Regions from separate parts of the Oryctolagus cuniculus genome. Here region 1 is linked to region 2. A link is a contact called in public Hi-C data. All regions are on one chromosome and are shown on one strand. Each heading gives the region's core, a stretch centred on a gene start, on an enhancer-like site or on the middle of the called end of the contact. The rest is flanking DNA. Distances are from core to core; before and after follow the strand shown. Region 1 overlaps GCM1 (glial cells missing transcription factor 1). Region 2 has its middle 9.9 kb from the start of ELOVL5.

What was found. A called contact is a pair of places that touch in the nucleus more often than the background predicts.
Region 1: a contact with region 2 is called in a Hi-C map of an unstated tissue, with 2.5 times the contacts expected there. The contact joins two enhancer-like sites.

What each region holds. Positions count from the first base shown.
Region 1 is chr5:116,597,153-116,604,660 of mOryCun1.1, forward strand. All of the region lies in intron 1 of GCM1 (glial cells missing transcription factor 1), which reads left to right. Among named protein-coding and RNA genes, the nearest start is that of GCM1, 25 kb to the left of the region's middle. Within about 2 kb of position 2,294, at least 2 of the 8 cell types and tissues checked have an H3K27ac peak or open chromatin away from gene starts, as enhancers often do.
Region 2 is chr5:116,425,431-116,432,358 of mOryCun1.1, forward strand. No RefSeq gene overlaps it. Among named protein-coding and RNA genes, the nearest start is that of ELOVL5, 9.9 kb to the right of the region's middle. Within about 2 kb of position 5,096, at least 8 of the 8 cell types and tissues checked have an H3K27ac peak or open chromatin away from gene starts, as enhancers often do.

The DNA of each region.
Region 1 (7,508 bases), core at 1,044-3,543, 170 kb after region 2:
ATAGAAGAATTCCCATGGTTAGAAAGGAGAGAGGCCATAAAGCAGGTGAAGAAGGGTCAATGGATCAGAAGCTCTAGTGGGAGAGATTGTGAGTGTTGCCAGAAAGGGGGTGCTTGAAAGTCACAAGGTGGAAGGCAAGGAGGCAACAGTTGGCACTGGAGTATGAGCAGTTATGGTCACTGGTCATGACAAGGGGCTGGGGTCCAGCCATGAGGGTGAGTGGGTGGCAAGGGGCAGAAGACAAACTCACTGCAGGTGAGGAATTCAAGGAACAGAGTTCAGAGAGGTCCTACGTGGATAGTGTATGGATCATGCCACACAATGACTAAACAATTGTGTGTTTACTGTATGAATAGTGTTACATTGGGACATGAAATAAAAATCATTAGGAGTGTTCCAAACCCAAGCTTTTGGTCTAAGGTTAAGGTGCTGCTTGGACACTCAGTGACACTCTTAGAGTACCTGGGTTCCAGTGCCAGCTCCATTCCCAGTCCCAGCTTCCTCCTAATGTGTACCCTGAGAGGCAGCAAGTCATAGCTCAAGTATTTGGGTCCCTGCCACCCATGAGGGTGACTTAGATTGAGTTCTGGGCTCTGCTCTTTGGCCTAGCTCAACCCAAGCTATTAGACATCTGGGGAGTAAACTAATGGATAGGAGCTCTCTTTGTCTCTCTTTCAAATATGTATGTATATACAAATTACAAAAATATATGTTCCTGTCTAGGGTGACATGGAAACTGCAGAGACTAGAAAGGTCTTTTACAGCAATCTGGAATGTTAGGCTAACAAATTTCCGACCAACGGTTCTATTGTCCCCAATCCTGTAGAGAGTGGCAAAACCAGCCAAATCAGCCTATCTCCATCCCATTTGGTACACCTTAATAGGAAAGTGTTTTTTTTTTTTTTAAGATTTATTTTCTTTATTTGAAAGACAGAGTTACAGAGAGGCAGAGTTGGAGAAAGAGAGAGAGAGAGGTCTTCCATCTGCTGTTTCACTCCACAGATGGCCTCAATGGCCGGAGCTGGGCCGATCTGAAGCCAGGAGTTCTTCCGGGTCTCCCACACGGGTGCAGGGGCCCAAGGACTTGGGTCGTCTTCTACTGCTTTCCTACACCATAGCAGAGCGCTGGATCAGAAGTAGAACAGCTGGGACTCGAACCGGCGCCCATATGGGATGCCGGTGCTGCAGGCGGCAGCTTTACCCACTATGCCACAGTGCCGGCCCCAATATGAAAATGTTTAAAACACTTGAAGCACCTTCCTCTTCTAGTCTTGGAGCCTTTTTTATTCCAAACATGAAGATACAACATTCCAGGTAGCTGGTTCTTGGTTTCGTTGCTTATTTCCAAGTCATATGTAGTTAGAGGAGACTGGATTGTTAACTCTCTTTGTATGTTATGATGTCATATAAACTGTGATTGGATAAGTTGTAGGTTTTTTTTGTTTGTTTTTTAAAGATTGATTCATTAATTTGAGTAGAGTTACAGAGAGGGAGAAGCAGAGGGAGAAAGAGAGGTCTTCCATCTATTTGTTCATTCCCCAAATGGCTGCAATGTACAGGGCTGGGCCAGACCTAAGCCAGGAGCCAGGAGCTTCATTGGGGTCTCCTATGTGGTTGTAGGAGCCCAAGCACTTGAACCATCTTCCACTGCTTTCCCAGCCACATTGGCAGGGAGCTGGATCAGAAGTGGAGTAGCTGGGATTGCAACTGGTGCCCATATGGGATGCCAGCGCTGCAGGCGGCAGCTTAACCCACTATGCCACAGCTCTGGCCCCAGGCTTCATAATCTTATAAAATACTTTAGGATATGTTTTTGCTTTTTTGTTTTGTAAAATGAGTATAAATAGAGAAAGGGGGAGGGTTGAGCCTTTAAAATATGCATTGGATATATATGGTTGGTGCTGTGAAGTTGGGCTAAAGAGAAGTCAGGTGTCCTGCTCAGGTGAGCAGGTGAGTAGGATCAGACCCTTCAGGAAGGAAAGGCATAAACAAACATTATAATCACAGATTCTGCACTCACTAGACTGGGATATTCGACATAAACAATCAAAGGAGGACATGGCAGAGGCTGTAGAATAGTCAGGTTTTCAAATCAGTCTGCTCTGCAGGCTGCTCACCCTCACCAAGAGATGTGGCTACTTCTCAAGGAAAAGTAAGATCCATCTCGGCATCACATAGAGATGGGAAATGATGATTTCCGAGTTCTTTCTGTAGGCTGTTTGCATGGTTCTAAAATGTAAGCTCATGAAAAGGCTGCAGACTCAGTAGGGAAGCTGGGAGCCAGCAGTGTCCAGGGACATCCTGATGAGGGAAGGCAAGGGTAACTGCAGGGAGTGGGTGAAAGTTCCCCGGGGCCAGGGCAGTGTTAGCTCGCAGCTGTGTCCTCAGTTCCCCCAGCGCACTTGGCACAGCGAGGGGCTCAGTAAATATTTTCCGAGTGAATAAATCGGAGAACAGCGAAAGGAAACCTTCGGACTCTCCCAGGGTAGCTTGGGCCACTCTCCCAGATGTGTAGCCTGAGGCATTAGCATTTCTGACTTGGGTTCCTCCAGTGAATGAGAGAGCTTCAGCAGAGATTAAGTAACACAGCAGCTGACACTTGGCCTGTTCCTTTTACCTACAGGGAAACAGATGGCAAGTAGTGAGCGCATGATGGAAGCCGTTTTAGAGTTTTTTGTTCTAAAGGAAAATCTTTTTTTTTTTTTTAATTTGGAAATCTTGGAACCTAGGAAAATATTTTCCAATCAAGTTTATTGTTTACTCTCCATTTTAAGTCAACTCCTATGAAAGATAATTTTTACATACATTATCTTATTAGACCCTGGAAAAAATCCTTTGGAATAGGCAACATTCTGGGGAAAAAAAAGTGACAGATATGCAAAAAACTAAACAAAAGCAGGTTAATGGATGAGATAAGACTTCAAACCCAGGCTATCTGATGTCAAAACCCGAAGTTTACCTAACTTCTCACCCAGAGCCAGACTTTTCACAGCAATGGTTCTTTCTAGATTTAGGGGTCATCATGGTATTGATTATTCCAAAGTTCTTCTTTCCACAATATTGGAATCATTCTCTGTCGATTTCAGCCCATTAGCACGGGGTCTAGGATCTGGAGTGTGCAAAGGGAAAACAGAGCTGGCCTGAAGATGCAGCTGTGTCCCAGTGACTGTTCCCGCTGCCTGGGCAAAGCCCATGGCCCTGCACACAGGGGACAAAGAAAATGCTTGGTGCATTGACTCTAGTTTGGTCTTTCTTGCTGTGATTGCTAACGGATGAAATAGCTCCCATTTCACTCCCTCCAAGGTCACAGCTGATGTTCTGCAAGCTGCTGGCTCTCTGCCCAGAAAGCTCTCCCGGGGAAGATTGACTTAATCTCCTAATTCATTTAGTCAGAAGTGTTTGTTGAGGGCCTACTATGTCCTGGGCAGTGCTGGGCCCATGTCAGTGAACCAAGTAGACATCTGCCCTGTAGAGTTTACCATGAGTTTGAAAAAATAAAGAGCTCCTCTATAATCTTTCAGAGAGTGATAACTGTTGGGAGAGATGGGAAGGAAGAAGTAGGAAGAACTGGGAATTTCAGAATGGGAACTGGGGTGGTTACCACTTAAATGAGTTGGCTATGTGGGCCAAGATGAGGGGTGTGAACCAGGTGTCTTGTGGCTATGGGCGGGGGGAAGGGTAAAGAAGGCTGTGCTCCTGCAGCTCCAGCACACCTGGACAGACAGGCAAGGCCGAGGGTTGCAGGAGGCAAGGTGAGAGACATGGTCCACCTCCAGCCACATGCAGCTGTAGAGCGCTTAAAATGCAGTTTGTCCTCCTCCGGCTGTGCTGTGAGATGAAATGTCTCAGAGCGTTTCAAAGACTGTGAAGGAAAACAAGCAACAAATATCTCAATTATCATTTTGATTCCATGCTGAAATAATATTTTAGAGACACTGGGTTAAATAAAACAATGCTATTCAAGTTCATCTCGTTTATTTCTGTTGACTCAATTTAAACAGCCACAGGTGGCTCACATTCTATTTCTGCTGGACCGTGCTGGTCTGGAGCCTTGAGTGCCTTTGTAAAGATTCTGGATTTTGTTCTGAACAAAGTCGGAGCCCTTGGAGAGTTTGAGCAGAGGAGTGATATGATCTGACTTTTAAAAAAAAAATTCAGGTGGGAGGCAGTGCTGTGGCATAGCAGGTTAAACCTCAGCCTGCGGTGCAGGCATCCCATTGGGCACTGGTTCATGTCCTGGCTGTTCTACTTCTGATCTACCTCCCTGCTATGGCCTGGGAAAGCAGTGGAAGATGGCTCAAGTCCTTGGGCCTTTGCACCCATGTGAGAGGCCCGAAAGAAGCTCCTGGCTCCTGGCTTCAAATCAGCCCAGCTCCAGCCATTGTGGCCATTTGGGCCATTTACTTATTTATTTATTTATTTGAGTTATTTATTTGAGAAGCAGAGTTACAGAGGGAGAGAGAGGTTCAGAACTAGTGATGGAAAACCTCTCTCTCCCTCTGTAACACTGCTTCTCAAATAAATAAATCTTAAAGAATAATCCAGGGCCAATGCCACTGCTTAAGCCTCAACTTGTGATACCTCTGTTTTGTATCAGTGTCAGTTTAAGTTCCCAGTACTCTGTTTCCATTCCAGTTCCCTGCTAATGGCCTGGGAAGACAGTGGAAGATGACCCAAGTGCTTGTGCCCCTGCCACCCACGTGGAAGATCTGGTTGGAGCTCTTGGCCCAGCCTGGCTATTATGACAATTTGGAAAGTGAACCAGAGGATGGAAGATCTCTGTCTCGGTTTCTCCCTCTCTCTGTGTGTCGCTCTGCCTTGCAAATAAATCTTTAAAGGTAAACTTAAAGAATCCTGTTGATCACTGTGTTGAGAATGAACTGTTTGAGCACACACATGACAGCAGAGAGACCAGCTGGGAGGCTGTGGAGTAAGCTGGGGGGAAATGATGGTGGTTTAGCTCAAGTGGCAGTGGTGAGATGTGGTCAGCATCCTGAGATATTTTGAAGATAGGGCCAACAGGATTTCCTGTGGAATTAGATGTGGGTTATGAAAAAAAGGAAGACATTGGTGATGACTGCAATGATTTTGGCCTGAGAAACCGGAAGGATGGGGTTTCCGTTAATTGGGACTGGAAGACTGGACAGAGCAGTGGAATAGGAGGTTGTCAGTATGGGTGTCAGTCACATGGAGACATTGAGTAATTGGATATTAGCCTATGGTGCTCAAGGGACAAGACCAAGCTAGAGACAAAAACTTGGAAATTTTCAAAGTGGCAAAGTCAACAGACTAGAGGATGCCCACATCCAATTTTGTGTTCAGTACCCAGCTCTGTTCATGACTCCAACTTCCTGTCAGTGCAGACCCTGGGAGGCAGCAATGATGGCTCAAGTAATTTGGTTCCTGCCACCCATATGGGAGATCTGGATTGCATTCCTGATACCAACTTCAATGTTTAACCTGGGACTGTTGCAGGCATCTGGGGAATGAACCAGAGGATGGGAATGTTCTTTCTTGCTCTGGCTTGCTCTCTCTCTGCCTCTGCCTCTGCCTCTCAAGTAAATAATTAGATAATTGTTTACAACAAAGAAAAAAGTGCAAGGAATGTGCCTTGGAATACCAGGCAATGCTGGATTGGATAGAAAAGGCAGAATCTATAGGACTAAGAAAGGAGGAGCAGAAACCAGATGGCTGTACCCTGAGAGTCCATAGAAAACTGTTTCTAGTAGAAGCAAGCGATCTGCTGATTCCAGTGTTGTCTGCAGATACAGTTGAGGATACAAGTGACCGACGGATTAAGGTGATGTGCAGGTCAGGAGGAGTTTCTTTGGCCTGAGCAAACGCCTCCATGCATTGGGTACACCCAATAATAGCAGGAAGGGCTTTGAACCAGCATGAATCAGAGTCTGCAAAACTGGAAGAAGAAATAGAGAAACAGGGCCAATGAGGGATTGTAAGTAGTGATGGGAGAGATAGGAGCAGGTTTATGTGCTGATGGAAATAACCAGTAGGGAAGAAAATTGATGATGTGCGGAGAGAAGGTGGACAGTTGGTGGAGTCGTGTTCCTGTGGTGATGAGAGCTCCTGTGTAGGACACAGGAAGGGTGGTTTACAAGCAGAGACGCGGACCGGAAGGGTGCAGATGTGATAGGGACGTCACATCGTGGAAGTTCTGTCGGTGTTAGGGAGCAGGACCACGGGCAGGGTGAGCTGTGTGAGCTCTGCAGAGCGAGTTGAAAGTGTAAAATAGTTGCCTTGGAGAGTTTGAGTGAACACACTAGGGAAATACACAATAACGTTTATGCCCATGGATTTGAAAAGTGACGACCCAGGCAGGGAGGTGTATTCACAGGAGAGATCTTAATGATTGACCAGAGTTGACTTACTCAAATATTTGTTGACTCTTATCACAGCAGCAATGTAATAAAACTGCTCTGTAGACAGAGTCGCTAACTAATCATCTGCTGCCTCTTAGGAAACCTTGCTGCAAGAGCCCTGCCCCCTGTTGGCCCTGTGAGGAACTGTGGCTGTGAAACACCCTAAAAGACAGGGCTGCCACCTGGTGGCCAGTCACTGCTGCTGCAGAGACGCCAGTCTCAAGCTCACTGCAGGACTTTCTCGATGTTCCCACCCCGTGACTAGCGGCTGCTCCCCCATATTGGTTAGCTCTGTATTTCCCCACCCTCACCATCCCAGCCTTATTCTCAGCACCAAACAAATCAATCTCTACTGTGGGATGCTCGTTGCCTGGGAAGGTTTCCATCTTAGCAGACAACACTGGTATCAAGAAGACCTCAAGAGCCAGTGAAGTGAAATAGTTATTGAATTTCAAACATCTGAGGGACACCAGGGCAAATGATATTTTAGATCAAGGGTCTGTACATGCGATCACCCCACATCCTGTCAAGTGCATGGAAAACCACTGAGCATAACTTTTGTGCTTTTCTATTACATTTATATCAGATAACTAAAAATCTACAGTGCCTGAGGCTCTAAATGTGCTAATATCTACTTATCACCCAGTGGTTTGTCCTCAGAAATCTTTTTTTAAAAAAGATTTATTCATTTATTTGTAAGGTAGAGTGACAGAGTGAGGAGGTGGGGGGGGGGTTGGAGAGAGAGGGAAGGGGAGAGAGAGAGATCTTCCATCTACTGGCTCACTCTCCAAATGGCCACATATCCATCCTGGTCTCCCACATGGGTGTAGAGGCCCAAGCACTTGGGGCCATCATCTGCTGCTTTCCCAGGCTCATTAGCAGGGAGCTGTATTGGAAGTGGAGGAATTGGGACTGGAACCAGCACTCTAATATGGGATACTGGAGTCACAAGTGGAGGTTTAACTTACTGTGCCATGACAGCAGCGCTGTCTTTAGAAATCTTGAATATTCTTCTCTCCTTACACTTGTTTCCTAGGTTGATTAAAATTTTATAATTAGTACTATTACTATAAATGTATTGGTGCTCTTTAAAAATTCAATGAATTATCCAATAGGACTATGTAGCATATC
Region 2 (6,928 bases), core at 3,846-6,345:
AGTTAAGATTTTCTAGTAGCCACATTTTTTTTTAACTTTTATTTAGCAAATACAAATTTCCAAAATACAGCTTATGGATTACAATGGTCCCCCCCCATAACTTCCCTCCCACCCGCAACCCTTCCATCTCCTGCTACCTCTCCCATCCCATTCACATCAAGATTCATTTTCAATTATCTTTATATACAGAAGATCAATTTAGTATATATTAAGTAAATATTTCAACAGTTTGCACCCACATAGAAACACAAAGTGTAAAATACTGTTTCAGTACTAGTTATAGCATTAATTCACATTGAACAACAAACACATTAAGGACAGAGATCCTACATGAGGAGTAAGTGCACAGTGACTCCTGTTGTTGACTTAACAAATTGACACTCTTGTTTATGGCACCAGTAATCTCCCCAGGCTCTTGTCATGGGTTGCCAAGGCTATGGAAGCCTCTTGAGTTCACAAAGTCCAACCTTATTTAGACAAGGTCATAGTCAAAGTGGAGGTTCACTCCTCCCTTCAGAGAAAGGTACCTCCTTCTTTGATGGCCCGTTCTTTCTACTGGGATCTCACTTGCAGAGATCTTTCTTTTAGGTGTTTTGTTGTTGGTGTTTTTTTTTGTTTGTTTGTTTTGTTTTGTTTTGTTTTTGCCAGAGTGTCTTGGCTTTCCATGCCTAAAATACTCTCATGGGCTCTTCAGCCAGATCCGAATGCCTTAAGGGCTGATTCTGAGGCCAGAGTGCTGTTTAGGACCTCTGCCATTCTATGAGTCTGCTGTGTATCCTGCTTCCCATGTTGGATCATTCTCTCCCTTTTATATTCTATCAGTTAGTATTAGCAGACACTAGTCTTGTTTATGTGATCCCTTTGACTCTTAGACCTATCAGTATGATCAATTGTGAACTGAAATTGATCACTTTGACTAGTGAGATGGCATTGGTACATGCCATCTTGATGGAATTGAATTGGAATCCCCTGTAGTAGCCACATTTTTAAAAAGTAAAAATAATTGGAATTCATTAAAATTTTATTGCATAAAAATGTACATAACATAAAATTTATCATTTTTAGCATTTTTAAATATACAATTCAGTATTAAATTAAATTAAATTAAATATACAATTCAGTAGCATTAAGTATATGCACAATACTATGCAATTTTCGCCCCTATTTGATTACAGAATTTTTCTCACCATTTCAAACTGAAATTCTACACCCATTAAGCAATTACTTCCTATTTCTTCTTTCCCCAGCCCCTGGTAACTATCATTCGACTTTCCTTTTCTTTAAAGTTTATTTATTTTTACTTATTTGAAAGGCAGAAGGGAAAAGAGAGAAAGAGAAAGAGAGAGAGAGAGTTTCCATCTGCTGGTTCACTCCAAAAATGCCTACAACAGCTGGAGCTGGACAAGATGGAAAGTAGGACCTAGGGACCCCTATCTGAGTCTCCCATATTGGTGGCAGGGACTCTAGTACTTGAGCCATCTTCTGCCACCTCACAGGGTAAGCATTAGCAGGAAGCTAGAATTGGAAGCAGAGCAAGCTGTCTGATATGGGAAGTAGGTGTCCCAAGTGGCAGCTGAACCCATCGCACCTCACACCTACCCTTCCACTTTTCTTTTCTTTTTTCTACTTTTCTTTTCTATGAAATTTGTTCATACTAGGTATCTCAAATAAGTGGAATCATGCAACATGTGTCCTTTTACTTCTGGCCTATTTTACCTAGCATAATGTTTCCAAGGCTAATCTACACTGTGGCATGTATCAGAATTTTATTCTTTTTCGAGGTTGCATAGTATTCCATTGTAGATAGATAGATAGATAGACCGACCAAATTTTGTTTATCCATTTATCTGTAGATATAATTCAGTTGTTTCCATCTGTATTAGTCCACTTTCATTACCTTACCTAAAATACCTGAAAAGAGCTTCTTGGGGAACAGAAAGTTGATTGTAGCTTGCAGGTTACAGGTAAGGATCAGGTGGCCCAGTAGTCCAGTGTCTGTGGAGCAATGATCACATGGTGAGCCAGGGAGCAAAGAGAGAACAACTAGGTAGAACTTGAACTTGAGTACTCAAAACACTCTTGAAATACACCCTCTTAGGGCATGACCCCAGTGACCTAAACACCTCCCACCAGGCCTACCTCTCAGATGCCATTATTAGATCAAGTCTTTCTCTTTTTCTCTCTGCCTGTCTCTCTGTGCATGCGCACATGTGTGTGTGTGCGTGTGTGTGTCTATCTTTAAATAACTGCTTAAAAAGAAAAAAATATATTTTACATGATAAAAATTCTCAAAAATCCTATATAGTTGTAGTATTTATTAATTTAGATCCTAAATATTTTTATCAGAAATAATTTGATCTATATTTTGATTTCATGAAATTTATAGATTCATATACCCAAGTTGTTCTACATATACTTTAGAACATGTAAATTAATTAAAACTAAAAGAAATTTTAAATATAATTCTTTAGTCACTCTAGACACATTGTAAGTACTCAATAGCCACATTGGCTTGGAGCTGCTGGGTGGGACAGCACAGGTGTAACAAATGGGACAGAAATGCCTTCCTCTGGCCCCTCACAATCTGGCTCCAGCCTACTGTGCTTAGCCTCTTTCCTACTACTCTCAGGCCTATATCCTAAGCCAAGTGATCTGGAATATGAACTTGGCAAATACGTATTGAGCACTGACCATGTGTCAATCATTATGCTGCTAAGCACTGGGTATCGTGGGAAACAAAATCATGTCTGCATGGAGCCCCAAAACAAGTGGAACTCGCAGACATACAGATAAATACAGTCCTCATTATAACATGTTGTGAGTCCAAATAGGGAACATGGTGTGAAGATACGACAAGCACATTTAAACAAGATAATTAATCACAAAAGAACAATACCTTACAACTTTTGGTAAGCACACTGAGAAAAAAAGTAAAGGGGCTAATGTCAGACATAACAGTATGTCTTATCTAGAAGGGAAAGTTCCCAGGGTAGAAACTGAAACTAACGTAGAAGAGACACATGATGGAGTACAGAGAGGGGCCGGGTGGTAGGTAGGCCTACAGGGGAACACTTCTCTTCTACATTTTGCCCTCCCTTACTCCACTGACACTCTGGCCTTGTACTAATGTATGTCACTTTATGTGCTGGTATCTTTTCCACAGGTCAGCAAAGGTTTCTCCTTCACCTTCATGTGCTTATACCATGGAGAATGGAGCAGATACACTTGGCCAATCTGGTTTTTCTTTTTAAAGATTTATTTATTTATTTACTTATTTGAAAGTCAGAGTTGCACAGAGAGAGGAGAGGCAGAGAGAGAGAGGTCTTCCATCTGCTGGTTCACTTCCCAATTGGCCGCAACAGCCAGAGCTGCACCAATCCAAAGCCAGGAGCCAGGAGCCTCTTCCCGGGTCTCCCACGTGGGTGCAGGGTCCCAAGGACTTGGGCCATCTTCCACTGCTTTCCCAGGCCACAGCAGAGAGCTGGATCGGAAGCAGAGCAGCCAGGTCTTGAACTGGCACCCATCTGGGATGCCAGTGCCTCAGGTCAGCGTTAACCCACTGCCACAGCGCCTGCCCTGGCCAATCTGTTAAACTGGATTAGTTAATGGCTCAAGTAGTTGAGTCCCTGCTATCCAAGTGGGAGACCCAGATTGGATTCTGGTCTCCTGGCTTATGACTGGCCCAACTCTGGCATTTGGGGAATGATCCAGCATTTGAAAGCTCTCTCTCTCTCTCTCTCTCTGCCTTTCAAATAAATAAAAAGTTTTGAAAAAATAAAAATCAGATTGAATTAAAAGTATCATTGTAATTGGCTACTCAGTCTCACTACAAAACAGTTTGTGACCTAATTAACTGTCCTTATCAAACTATTCTGTTCTCTGCTTGCCTCAAAAGCTGAAGCGCCTGAACAAGACTTGGGCAGCCCTCCAGCAACTCAACCACCCAAAGGGGTTTTGTTTTAGGTCAGGTTAGGGCTACAAAGCCATCAACCCATATGGCACATGTCGAGGCCTCAAGGAAATGTCCTAACATGCAAACTCTGTACTTTACGTGGTTGTCAAGAAATGCAAACCCGTCTCCAAGTAGAGCTTGCTCTCGGCTAGACGCACCATCCCTCTGCTAGGGACTGCAAACAGTACAGGATTCCTTTGCCCCCTTCCATTGGTTGTGGATTGAAACTTCATGATCTGGGGCAAAGAGGTGTGGAAAGGGCCCAGGCTTGGTTCCTTACACGTCTGACCTGGGCCAGAATCTCTGGGCCTGTTTCTACATCTGACCCTCCAGACACGTTGGGAGGATTGAACCAGAAGTGAAAAATCTAACAGCCATGGGTGAAAAAACTGCTTTCGGTGCCTCTAAGGTTTACAAGGAACTTGCAGGGTGGGTGGGGGAAGGCAGTGTATGACCTCGGTGCCAACAGAAAAACCACTAGGTTTCCTTTTCTTACCCTCTCTGGTGAGTCAGCCTTCATGGAAGATGGCTCAGTAGAAAAAAAAATATCAGCCCGTTTGTAAAGTACACCAGGAGAAAGAGTGTCAACGTCACAAATTTGTGAGAGCACAAAAATCATATATATGTATGTATGTATGTATATATATATTTAACCTCAACGGGAGCCGCCTGTCACTGTTCCACCCTCGCCCCGGGCGGCAGCCACGCAAGGGTTAGCCCAGTTTATCTGGCAAGGCTCAGCGGGGATGATAAAGATGAGTTAAGACTTGGAGGCTTCTCTCCAGTGGCCCTCCAGAGCACCAGGCCTTGGCCGAGCTGCCCACAGGGACATATTTTCGTACTGCCTCTTCTGCCGTCCCGCCGACTTCCCCTGAGTTGCGTCTCCAGACCCGGGGCGCCCCGCGTTCCAGCCTGGACTCTGGGGTCTCACTGGCGTGGGACCACCGGGAGGGAGTCAAGGCCGCTTTCCATTCTTCCCTCAGGCCGGCATCTGCCTTGGGATCCCACACAACTCTGCTCCCCCTGGTTCATTTGCCCCCGCTCCCACCCCCACGTCGCTCGCAGGGTCAGCGCGGGGACGAGGTCCGGTCATTGCCCGGGAATGACCCGGCCTGGCCGCGAGCGCCGGGCGGGGCGGGGAGGGAGCGAGCGCGCGCCTCGCGAAGCCCCGCCCCATCGCCAGATGCGGCGCCGATGGTGCGCGGTGATTGGTGGCTGCGGCCGCGGGATGAATGGGGTGACCGCGGCGGGGAGGGGGAGGGGTGAGCGAGGAGGCGGGGCGGGGCCGCGGAGGGCTCGCGGGTGGCGGCAACGCCCTCGGGCGCGGGCGGCTAACGGTCCGGGTTCCCCGCGAGGGGAGGGCAGGGCAGGGCCGCGTAGGTGGGCGCGGGTGCGAGGCTGGCGTGGTGTGTGGGTCGGGGGCCCAGCCTTTGCACTGGGGGCGGAGGACCTAGGTGCACAGGGAAGTCGCTCGCGCCCGGGGGCCGGGGCCTAAGGGAACCCGTGCCCCTGTGGCTGCGTCCCGGGCTCTGGAAGCGCGGGGCGCAGAGATGGCCGGGCTCGTCCCAGGGGCAGCTGCGGTTCACGTGCGTGTCTGTGTTTGGTACCCTGCGGGCACCGGCTGTGGGGAGTGCTGTGAGCTGAGGAAATGGGACTAAGGGGCAGTGTGACTAGGAAAAGACCCCCCAGGCAAAGATGACTTGTAGCCCCGCCGAAGGCCCTGCCACCTCAGAGTCATTTCCTCATCTCTCCCACGTCTGAATTCCCAGAGAGCTTTTTTTTGCACTTCCTAAGGCTCACGACTTTTTACCATGTATTATAATTTTATCGTCTTAATTCCTGGCATAGAACAGATCCCCTGAGCATAGTCAGTAACCATGTACTTAGCATCCAACTGACTTCCAGATTTCCGCTAGGTACTGAGGATCATTTTGAAATGAAATACTGCATTCCCGAATGTTTCCTGAAAGTTACTTCGATCCTTTTGTGCTTGCCCTATACATCCTATGTCCCTACTCCTTGGGAATTTTTCTTGATTATTAAACCTCAAGGCAGCTTTCCAGGCTTCCAAAGCATAGTTACTTCTTTCTAAAAAAGATTTTATTCATTTATCGTTCCAGTTTTAGTATATGTGCTGCCAAAGCGAGCACAAGATTTTGTTTATCTATTTGACAGGTAGAGTTACAATGAGAGGGAGAAACAGAGAGAGAGATCTTCCATCCACTGGTTCATTCTCAAATGGCCGCAACGGTGGGAGCTGGGCCGATCCGGAGCCAGGAGCTTCTTCCAGGTCTCCCAAGTGGGTGCAGGGGCCCAAGGACTTGGGCCATCTTCTACTGCTTTCCCAGGCTACAGCAGAGAGCTGGATAGGAAGAAGAGTAGCCAGAACTAGAACCTGAGCCCATATGGGATGCCAGCACCGCAGGCGGAGGGTTAACCTACTGCGTCACAACGCTGGCTCGGCCTAGTTGCTTCTGAGTTGGCTGATCCAATAAACTGCACCTGCCCATTAGCGAATGCAAACATGGTGCATTATTCTTCCCCATAAGACATGTGTGTATTTATGTGTTATAATAGTAACCTGCAATGACTTAATTCAAAGTAATAGATGAAATGTTTACCAATGCTGGGGAACATGGATTGGGAAACGCAGGTGCCTTCCCAATAAATTTCCTTGATCAATAAAGAAGGAGCTCAATTTGTTTTCAAAGTGGCTGGCCTTGCTCAATCCCTCTTATGAAAGAGGGCAACCTGTGTGCCAATCTTCTCTGATATAAGAAAAATATACTTGGGAAAGGCAAATTTTTGTAACTGGAATATTGACACAGTTATCAATATTGTTGATTGCTGTGACAAGTAATGTAAATAAACTTTTATTTCAGTTTTTCTGTCTTTGGTTCTATTTCATAAAGTTTTTTAAAAAAAGATTATTTATTTACTTGAAATTCAGATTTACAGAGAGAGGGAGAGACAGAG